Linked DNA regions of Macaca mulatta: region 2 is linked to region 1. A link is a contact called in public Hi-C data. All regions are on one chromosome and are shown on one strand. Each heading gives the region's core, a stretch centred on a gene start, on an enhancer-like site or on the middle of the called end of the contact. The rest is flanking DNA. Distances are from core to core; before and after follow the strand shown.

What was found. Hi-C and Micro-C count contacts between places; a contact is called where the count stands out from the background.
Region 2: a Hi-C map of fetal cortical plate shows a contact between it and region 1, with 2.0 times the contacts expected there. The contact joins the promoter of FAM200C here to the enhancer-like site in region 1. A contact is called at or near these places in 2 of 14 Hi-C or Micro-C datasets (fetal cortical plate and fibroblasts).

What each region holds. Positions count from the first base shown.
Region 1 is chr6:168,889,828-168,895,522 of T2T-MMU8v2.0, reverse strand. TTC1 (tetratricopeptide repeat domain 1) reads right to left here. Exons shown (of 7, transcript NM_001266114.1): 2 at 1,770-1,830; 3 at 179-291. Among named protein-coding and RNA genes, the nearest start is that of TTC1, 23 kb to the right of the region's middle. Within about 2 kb of position 2,647, at least 1 of the 40 cell types and tissues checked has an H3K27ac peak or open chromatin away from gene starts, as enhancers often do. A contact at or near this core is called in fetal cortical plate, where this site is marked.
Region 2 is chr6:169,255,447-169,261,141 of T2T-MMU8v2.0, reverse strand. FAM200C (family with sequence similarity 200 member C) reads left to right here and starts at 3,171. Exons shown (of 2, transcript XM_001084430.5): 1 at 3,171-3,581. SLU7 (SLU7 homolog, splicing factor) reads left to right here. Exons shown (of 16, transcript NM_001266559.1): 16 at 49-427. The coding sequence ends at 228.

The DNA.
Region 1 (5,695 bases), core at 1,398-3,897:
AATCTCACTCAAGTTTTTCAAAAGATTTTCTATTCTCCCTGTGGCCTTTACATCAGGAACATATACGGGCAGGAAAAGGGAGGCAGCAACCTCTATGCTAGTTTTTGGAGAGAAACTATGGTATGAAAAGACTGCAAGTCCATGTGCTTTTTAAAAAGAAAAGGTCAAAGATACATACCTGTTTCATCCTTGCTGCAGCTCTATTTGAAAACAGAATCGACCTCTCCTTTTGGAAGCAGCATGGGCACATTTCAAGGGCTCGACTGTAAGAACTTTCAGCTTCTATATAATCTGAGGATGATAAGATAAAGGATGTGTGGTCATTATGATTTTATTCCTGATACTACTATATTCCGCAGGATCTCAGAAGCACTGTTTTCCATTCATAGGATGAAGGTTTCGAGTTAAAAGATGGTCATAGTCTATTAAGTCCGGGGCAGTAAAAATCACTTCCTCCTTTCTTCTCTCTTTAAAGGAACAGTGCTCACTTGTGCCAACCTCACAGACTGTGCTTGGTGAACTGACAGCTGAACATGCTGTCAGCGACAAGCCCTCAATACTCAGGAGTCCTGGCATTCCCTCAATATTCAGTTTTCATTTGGCTGGGCAATTCAGAAAGGAGTTTTCAAAGGAGGTTAGAGAACTAGAGAGAGGAAAGAGACTAAACTCTGGGATCCATGGCCTGAGATAAAGAAAAAAAGTATATTTGTTTTAATTAAATCTGTTGTGCTTTCATACAGTCAACCTGGCTAAAACGGCATCTGTGAAATGTTTGAAGAGAGACATTTGATAGAGCTAAAAGGAACAATGTAAAAATCAATATTTAAATCAAGACCTTAAAAGAGAAAATGGCGAAAAAGAGAATTATGGTCAGGATACTAACAGAAAATTGCCTATGTACTCCTTTCTCAGGTTTGAAATATTTAATATTAACATACAAAAAATATGCTTTCAAAATTAGAAGTATTTATTCTATTAGAAAAAAATATTAATGATTACTAAACCAGGAAATAGAAGAAAAAAAATTAAAATCTGAAATCAGATAATAGGGTAACTTTTGGGGAAAAAAAGAAAAAAATAAAAAACCTGAAAATAACTGGGGAAAAATCTTAACACACCTAGATTTCTGATGGATATATACTTTGAGATGTGACAGAAGACTTTTGCTCTAAGATCAACTAGTTACCCCAAATTATCAGAATGAACCCCACCAACTTATTTCTAAGCAAATGTAGAAAACGCAGGACATGAAGAATCTCTCTACTTAAGGCATCCAAAGAAAATGGCACATGAAAGAGCAACCCTTCTGAAGCAGTTTGGAGAATTTAAAAAAAGAAAGCAAGCAGGAGCAACCAAAGGACAGGCAGCCCTAGGCCGTACCAGAGCAGTCAGGCCTGCTTTTACAGCCCCACAGCAGGTGAGGAGCGGGGACTCTGCTTTTACAGCAATGCAGCACATAACCTTTTAACATTCCAGGTTAGTGTTTTCCAAAGCATGAGCTCAAGAGTTTCACCCTTGATTCTAGATTAACGGATAGTGGATTACAGAAGGACCATGCATGTGCCAAGAGACAAATGGTAACTTGTCACCATCAGATGAATAATTTGGCCTGGTTAAAAATCCAAAATGCCAAGGTACTGGGAAGGAACACTGTATTGTGAAGTTTGGTTTTGGGGTTTCTTCAAATGTTCTTTGGGATTTCTTCACAGACTCTATAACAGGATGAAGAGTCAAGATGACCAGATTATCAGTGCTGAAAGTTATCTTACCTCCTTTCTTAAACTGTTCATTTCCCTCCTCCTTTAGTCTAGTGCTCTCTTCTCTTCTTTTCTGAAAGAGATCGGAGAATTACATAATTTCTCACAATATTATTATAAGTGAACAAAAAGGTGAGCTTTCTTTACACACAAGCCTATTTAATAGGCAACAGTCTGACTTTTGAGAACTGGATCGGTTTCACTAAAACCTTGTACAGTGTTAGAGGAAAAAAAAACACATGACCATCAATTTCATTCTTGATGTTTAAAACAAAAAAACGTAGGTTTTCTTGGCATGTCCCTTGCTTTCTATGTTTCTGGCTTTTGCACGGAATGATAATTATAGTATCACTTAATTTCTACTTACTCAGAAATGAAACTAAATAACATACCCACTGGTGTACATACCAGTGTAAATTCAAATTCTAGCTTCCAGTACTTACTAGTTATGTGACCTTGGACAAGTTTCAGAATCTTTCTGAGCCTTAGTCTCTTCATTTAAAAAATGAAGCCTTAATAGTATTATGGACTACTGTTTAATGGATTAATGTAATAATATATGTAAAGCTGCTCATACAGTGACTAGCAAATAAGGGCTCAATAAAAAATAAGCTATTATTTTCTGTGAAATAAGTACTTTAATCCTTATAAATATAAGAACCCTTCATGGTTTGTGTCATGAAGGAGACACAGTATGCTAGGAGAGCACATTCGCGGGGACAAGCCATGTCTGTAGGGTTAGGGCAGTATACTGTTAGCAGGTTAACACAGGAAAATGTGAAGAAACCTAAATAAATTAGTCTGTCTTTTCTTAGCTTATTCAAACAACACAGAAACTCACACAGATGGCCAAAAACTCATCATATACAAAGGCTGAGAGAATATTTTCCTCCAAAGCCAAGTAGGCGCATGCTGAGCGTGTGCACTTTCTTCTGGAACATCTTAACAATATAACTGGCACAAGCCAAACCAGAAGAGTCTGCCTGCCTGCCACCTTTTGACAGTGCTTTAAAATAAAAACAACAAAACCCCCAAAAACAGAGAATCCTCCCAAAGTCCCCCCTTTTTATTTTTTAAAGAGATAGGGTCTCGCTATGTTGCCCAGGCTAGAGTGCAGTGGCTATTCACAGATGTGATCAACACACACTATAACCTTGAACTCTTGGGCTCAAGTGATCCTCCTGCCTCAGCTTCCTGAGTAGGTGGGACTATAGGTGCACACCACTGTGCTGAGTTCTATCTTCCTTCTTGAAGCTTCTGACTAAGTAATCTCAAAGGGAGGAAATACAGTGAGCAGGGTATTTCATGCACAAGAGAAGCCTGGAACCTAAACAACTGGTCTTTTTAGCATTAGGAACTGATATGGTCTGTGTCCCTACCCAAATATCCCCACGGGTCGAGGGATGGACCCTGGATCATGGCGGGGTTCTCCCATGTTGTTCGCATGATAGTGAGTTCACTCTCATGAGAACTGATTTTTCAAGTGCCACACTTTAAAACCATCAGCTTCCCCTTCACTTTCCTCCATGATTGTAAGTTTCCTGAGGCCTTTGCAGTCATGTGGAACTGTGAGTCAATTCAACCTCTTTTGTTTATAAATCACCCAGTCTCAGGCAATTCTTAATAGCAGTGTGAAAACGGACTAATACAGGAACCAAAGTAAAAATATTCTTTCTCTGGAAAAGATTTGTCAATATGCTATTGATGAGACTGGGTATTTCCCAAATGTCTTCTTATTACACTGCGGATTAAACACAGCACTTGACGAATCTCAATGAAGAAACTAAAAGGTAAGTATAGAGTGAATCTAATTTTTATGGTACGTACTATGTGCCAGACACATAGCAGATACACATAAAAATTCATTTTAAGATATAATGTATCTGAGGGAAGGGCTATTCTAAAGGAATTCAGAAAAAAATAAAATATAAGAACATGGCCATATTTACCTAGTACTACCCATAAGAAAGATGCTTGGATTGTAATGATCTCTACTGTATTGATTAGGGTTATTGGATGCAAGCAAAAGACTATCTTAAGCAAAAAACTTTAGGGGGCAGGCTCACTGGAAAGACATCAGCGCTCACAGAATCAATGGGAAGCTTAAAGAATGGGCTTAGAAAGCAGGTAGAGCTCGGCTGGGCATGGTGGCTCACGCCTGTAATTCCAGTACTTTGGGAGACTAGGGCGGATCATGAGGTCAAGAGATCGAGACCATTCTCACCAACATGGTGAAACCCCGTCTCTACTAAAAATACAAAAAAAAAAAAAAAAAAAAAAGCAGCTGGATGTGGTGGCGCATGCCTGTAGTCCCAGCTACTCAGGAGGCTGAGGCAGGAGAATTGCTTGAACCTGGGAGGCGGACGTTGGAGTGAGCTAAAGTCGTGCCACTGCACTCCAGCCTGGCGACAGAGTAAGACTCGTCTCAAAAAAAAAAAAAAAAAAGAAAGCAAGTAGAACTCAGGAAGGCTCTGTCAAGAAGCAGAAGCAGAATGCATGAGTGTCTTTTAGTGAAAGACTTGCCAGGACAGGGCTGCGATGGTAGCAAATCAACTCTAACCATTCCATTTTCTTTGCTTCACTCAATCTAGATTCAAGGTCTTGGTCAGAAGCATCTAATATATGAAGCATCGATCACAAGCCTTGGTTGTCAGAGCATGAAGTGAGAGACATGGGGTACTGCCACTCAATAAGATCACAACACAAGAGAATTCCTCCAAATAGGAAGGGGTATTGGATGCTGGTGAGCGAAGACAACATAACAAATTCAGTTAACAGTTATTTAAGAAACAAATTCTTCATAGAGGGGTTAAATCATCAAGTTACTAGAGCTTAATGCCCATCCTTTAGGAGTTTTCAATTTCTTTAGCATTAACTGTAAATCTTAAGCTACTTTCTGATCTATAATCTTCTCTTCTGAGCCAACTCATTAGGAATCTTCTATGACACAGATGAATCAATCAGACTGCCAGATCAGGCTCTTGTGAAGTAAGCGTGTAGTATGTGTATTCATGTTTCAGGAGACCAATCATTCTTTGGGAAATTTATAACATCAAGTTCCCAATGGGCAAAGCCAAGACCCAAGTATTCAGAAAGGAATTAGTGCTGAGGGCCAGCCGGAGCAGCCAGCTTGAGAAATACTCACCGTGTCTTTATTTTTATTTTCAGAGACAGGGTCTCCTTCTGTTGTCCAGGCTGGAGTGCAGTGGCACCATAAGAGTTTACTGTAACCTTGAACTCCTGGGCTCAAGCAATCCTTCTGAGTAGCTGGGACTATAAGCAAGCACCACTGCCTGCCCCTAGGTAATTTTTTTCTGTTTTTAGTAGAGATGGGGTCTCACTGTGTTGGCCAGGTTGGTCTTAAACTCCTGGGCTCAAGCAGTCTTCTCACATCAGCCTCCCAGTGTGTTGGGATTATAGGTGTGAGCCAGTGTGCCCAGCCCTCATCTTGTCTTTCTAACTTGAAGGACTGAAAGTTGACCTAGCCAAGCGAAAGGCTCCAGAATGTAATTCTGAGGTTATTATTATTATTATTTTTTGAGACAGACTCTCACTCCATCACCCAGTCTAGAGTGCAGTGGTGTGATCTTGGCTCACTGCAACCTCCACCTCCCAGGTTCAAGTGATTCTCGTGCCTCAGCCTCCTGAGTAGCTGAGTTTACAGGCATGCGCTACCACACCTGCCTAATTTTTTGTATTTTTAGTAGAGATGGGGTTTCACCATGTTGCCCAGGCTGGTCTTAAACTCCAGGCCTCAAATGACTTGCCTGCCTTGGCCTCCCAAAGTTCCAGGATTATAGGTGTGAGCTGAGGTCAATTACTCTAAGTAAGGTATCCCATTGTTTCAACTGATAACTCACAACCCAATGGCCCACTGAGTAGTAAACACTGAAAAAGAACTGCTGCTTCCCTCTCCACAGACTGTGCAAATTAAGAGT
Region 2 (5,695 bases), core at 1,922-4,421, 370 kb before region 1:
GAGATCTGATGTAGAGCTGTGATACGCATTTTATTCCTCTCTCTATAGGCACTGAATGCAGAGGAGGCACGCCTTCTTCATGTCAAGGAGACCATGCAGATTGATGAGAGGAAGCGGCCTTACAATAGCATATATGAAACTCGGGAACCTACTGAAGAGGAAATGGAGGCATATAGAATGAAACGTCAGAGGCCAGATGACCCCATGGCCTCTTTCCTTGGACAGTAGTAACTAGTCAGATGACCATCCAAGATAGATGCAGCTGATACATTCTTTTCAGCTTCTTATTGATGATTGTAGATAAAAAATCCTTGTTTATTCTTCTTGCTGCCTGACTTTAATAAATATTTCAGGTGCCTCACAGTAAGTTCACTCCTTTCCATACTGAAGAAGCAAAAAAGAAAAAGAAGAGGCACGTGAAGTATGCTTTTGGGAACAGAATTTAAAATTGGATTAAGATTTTATTTCCAGTTTTATGTGAGTCATGTGTAAAGAAGCCTTGGCTCTCTACCTATTAAGAATGTCTCTCTCTACATTTATTAAGCTTCAAACTTTATTGCTTCAATTTTTGTGGCCCTATATTTAGTCTTAGCATACCTTGGTTTTGAGAAAAAAACAGGACTTTTTTTTTTTTTTTTTTTAAGGACTTTGTTTTTTTAAAATAATTACTAGCAACTCTATGACTACATTTATTTTTATGTTTTGTTTTCTTTAAGAGACAGGATCTTGCTATGTTGCGCAGGCTAGTGAGCAGTGGTTTTTCACAGACGCAGTCATAACGCCCTGCAGTCTTGGGCTCAAGCGATTCTCTCTCCTTGGCCTCTGGAGTAGACTAAATGTGTTAGTCTTTGAATGGAAAACAACTATTTTCTCATCATTGGGTCAATATTGACTGATCAGTAGTAGGTCTTTACCATTCTGGACATAAGCCTTTAGATGTAGAAATCCTTTCCTTTATCATAGAGGATATGGTTTACGATACTATTTGTTTTCATTGTGATCGCCATCATGTAATAATCATGAATATTAGATTTTTTAAATTGTAGAATATCCTAATATTCAGAGCCAGCAGCTGTTACTTTGTTTGTAAAATTTGCAAAAATCCAAAACCTGAAGTTGGCTTCTTGAAAGAATTACAAGGATAGCTTGTAGGGATATTAGTAATAGATTGCCATGATCCTGAAGCCTCTTCTCAGAACACTATGAAGATAATACTGACCGAGTGGAATCAGTGAAAACAGCCTAACAAAACCTCCAACTTCAGTATATCAACTTTTAACAGCTCACTGGCTTTTCTAAACTACCAAAAACCACCTATAGGATACTGCATCTCAGAAAGGGTGGCGTGAGAGTAACTGAGTCAAATTGTCAAGTACTTTGGATATACATAGTGTCTAGCTTTAGATTGGTATGAAATTAAACAACAATGCAAATAGATTTAATTCTTATTTACTTCAAGAATGCAAAAAAAGGTTCATTTTCCTATCCAAACAGGGTGGTTCAACATAAAGGCTGACATTGTTGTGTCTGCTTTGTATTTTATCTTTTGTTAAAGATAAATAAATGACAATATGTAACTGTGCGTGGTTTGTAGCATTATATCTAATATTTGGCAGAAAAGTTGTTTATGGGACAGGGAGGGGAACCTGGATTAGCTTCTGTGAGTTTAAGAAAATTTCAGCATCCTGTCACCTAACCTTTCTGTACCTCTTTCCCTCTTCTATGAGGCCTAGTTTACTTTGATTTAGGAAGAATTCTATAATATCCAGAATCATGTCTTCTGTTTTATTTTCGAAAAGTAATGCCCAGCCAGCCTGGCCAACATAGCGGAACCCCATCTCTATTAAAAATACAAAAATTAGTTGGGCATGGTGGCACACACCTATAATCCCAGCTACTCAGGAGGCTGAGGCATGAGAATTGCTTGAACCCGGGAGGTGGAGGTTGCAGTGAGCAGAGATTGCACCACTGCACTCCAGCCTGGGCAACAGAATGAGACCCTGTCTCAAAATCGTAATGCCTAGGACATTATTCAGATTGAGCTTTGATTTTATTATCTCAATTATAGCTGCCTTTTCGAGAATTATGTACTGTAATTGTCATAATGTTACCTCCTTCCTCAAAAGAACTTCATGGGGTAATGGATGATCTATCAATTTTACAAAAAGCACATGGAATTAACTCCAAGTAATCTGCACAAATCCTAACCGTTGTAAGTATTGGAGTCAGGACATGAAGCTAGCTGTCTCGGATTCTGAAGCCTATCCCCTTCTCTAGTATTTAAGGCCCTAGTTTCTTGACCAACAAGGCTGGTCTTATAGCAGTTTCTTGCATCCACAAAAACTTATGCAGCCCCTCAATATTTACCAGGCTCACCCTCAGCACCTGAAAATGATGTATCTGGCCCACGTTCTTTGACGCCCCACCACTCCTCACACACACTAGCCTTATAGAATGCTTCTAACAATATTGTACAAAAATGAGTAAACTCATTTAAGTTTATAAGAATTCTGGAAAGACCCCCAAACAGGAAAGGGCTATATTCCGGTTTACTTCTTTCAACAACGTTTCCTAGTCTCTACTTGGGATTTTTCCCTAAAACCTCTCTAATATGGGTTTATTTCTTTGAAATCATGTTGTTGAAAGAATTTTAAATAAAAATCTTTCCTCTGAGATGGATGATGATAAGGAAATTCATCCCCATGTTCCCACTTAAGGAAAGGCGGGGGGATCACCCTGCATGGACAACAGTACACAAGCTATGGAAGCTCATCCTCCACTGCTGAAATGTCTAATCTGAGATTACAATGAGCTTCCTTCTCTTTTTCTCTCATTTATTCCACATGGAACATGGTAATTATCAAGCGTTTTATCATCTCCAAGCTCAAAGCCCAACACAATATAAAAGTTTCAGTGCTCTGCATGTTAAAAAGAACTATGTGTAGTTTGTAGCCCCTTCCATTCCTGAAATTGTACGGTTCATCCTCTCTGGCAGACACAATAAACAAACGATTTTGTGTTCCACGTACACAACCTCAAAGAAAGGGGGAGGGCCAGCGCGCATGCTCAGTACTCAAGCCCGCCAGCCCATCCCACAGCCCTTTGCTACTGCGCCTGCGTGTGGGAGACGCCTCGCCCAGTTTACGGGCGGGAAGCACCCTGGAGAACCCGGATGGAACTCGGGCCTGGCTGAGGCGGAGGTTGTTGCGGATGCTCGTCTCTGCAGGCGCACCGCAGATTCCTGCTGGGGGGTCAGACCTGAGGAATCGCCGTCTCTACTGGTTCTGACGGCCAGAGGCTGGACCCTAGGCTGAGCGGAGAGCGGAACTGGAGCCTGAAACAGGCGCCTAAAAGAAGCCCGAGCATCCCATGGGCCTGCGCCTCAGGCTCGGAGACGGGCGGGCGGAGACAGCACTGAGTCTTTTTCTTTTTTTTTTTTCCTAGCCGCTGGCGTTCCTATCTCACCCTGGAGGGTGTAAAAATCTCCGTCCTTAACAGTAACACCATCAGGTCCTATCAATTAAGAGCTGCTTGTTATTTGCATGCATTCTTATAATTAAACCTCCCAACAACCCCGTAAGGTAGGTACTGTTATCCCCTCTGGAGGAACTGAAGCTTGGAAAGGTCCCAGCCTGTAAGTGACAAAGCCACGATCCCAGGCGTTTGCCCCTGGAGCGTCTGCCCAGCCACCAAGTTCCTGCCCCCTTTCTCCTGGCTATTAATTTTAACTGCAAAATGTAATGCTTAAATGCTCTGCCTCCCCAAACACCTGCGCCTACCATGATCTTGCATACTCAGTGGCTGGATAGAAGTTGAATTGTATTTGGTTTGGAGTTTCAGGTTTACAACTGCACTTTGGTGTTTTCACTGCTGGAATGAATATATATATATGTGTGTGTGTGTGTGTGTGTGTGTATTAGCATTCCCTAAATGTTTTGTGAGTGTTCACTTTTAACTGATTTTTCTCAATTGTAATACTTTTTCATATCTACCCTTCATAAACTTGCCAAAACATTTTACTTTGTGATATCAGATCTTTCATTAAGCCTCTGAAGATAATCTCTCAAAAGAATCATTCTTAAAATGAGTGATATCTATCTATCTTAAGATAATGCTTTTTTTATTATGGAAAGTTTCCGAAATACATAAAAATCGAATGGTGTAATGATGTGTACCCATCATCCAGCTTCAAGAGTTACCAACTTAAGGCCAGTCATTTCTTTTATCTCCACCCCGCTTTGTGCATGTTTGTGAGTGTGCTGAAGTATAGTATTTCAAAGGAATCCCAGACATCTTATTTCACTTGTAAGTAATCGTGTCGAACACATGAGGACTTTTTAAAAACACAACCACAATACCATTATCATGCCTGTTTAACAATATCTCATTATGATGATGATGCTTTTTAATGTTTACATTTTTTAGGATATTGTAATTCCTAAATACCACAAAAAGCGCAAGTACAAATTGTGAGATTCTAAAACAAGCCTCTTGGGCAGTAAGTTCATCTTTGAGGCTCTGGAAAATTCTTGCCACTTATTCTCCCTTTTTCAGGGGGATGGAGAAGAATACCATAAATTGATTTTCCTAAAACTTTTGTTCAAAACAGATAAATTTTAAATTAAAATATACTTGAGAGACATAGTCAAGGTGGATAGGAAATGGCCTCTTAACAGATCTTGTAATGATTTCTGGTTTGTTCTGTTTTGTTTTTGAGACAGTCTCACTCTCACCCAGTCTGGAGAGTGCGGTGGCGTCATCTCAGCACACTGCAACCTCTGCCTCCCAGATCAAGCGATTCTCCTGCGTCAGCCTCTCCAGTAGCTGGGAGTACAGGCACCCACCACCATGCACAGCTAATTTTTGTATTTTTAGTAGACGAGTTTTCACCAAGTTGGCCAGGCCAGTCTTGAACTCCTGAGATCAGGTGACCCGCCCTCCTCAGCCTCCCAAAGTGCTGGAATTATGGACATGAGCCACCATGCCCAGCCTTTTTTTTGAGACAGAGTCTGGCTGTCCTTAGGCTGGAGTGCAGTGGCGTGATCTCAGCTCACTGCAACCTCTGCCCCCTGGGTTCAAGCGATTCTCCTGCCTCAGCCTCCCAAGTAGCTGGGATTACAGGCATGCGCCACCACACCCAGCTAATTTTTGTATTTTTATTAGAGACAGAGTTTCACTATGTTGGCCAGGCTGGTCTGGAACTCCTGACCTCAAGTGATCCACCCACCTTGGCCTCCCAAAGTGCTGAGATTACAGGCACGAGTCACCACACCAGGCCCCTCTTGTAAAGATTTCTAATGTGACTAAAAACATTTTCCTCTATTCCCTCTGCCTCCCCAAATATTACATGATAAATATACATTAATAGAATACAGAAAAATAAGCATTTTATGGTAATGTCATAATTTTATTGTCATTAATTAGAAGTGGTTCTAAGCAAAAGTAGTCATGTAGTCTCATTACTTGACAAATGAAGGCTTAAGATCAGCTCTTTAAACTTCGGGTTGCCTTTTTTGATTGGCAGATATCCTCCAGTTTAACAGGCTCATAACAACCGTGTAACAGATCAACTTATTTTATTGGAGTACACTTTACAACTAGTTCATCTTGGTAGATCCACTTGAAAGCTAATGCTTTAAGTAGATATTCTTGGCTTGTGATTTTTCTTTTAATGGCCAAAGTGGGCATTCGGATT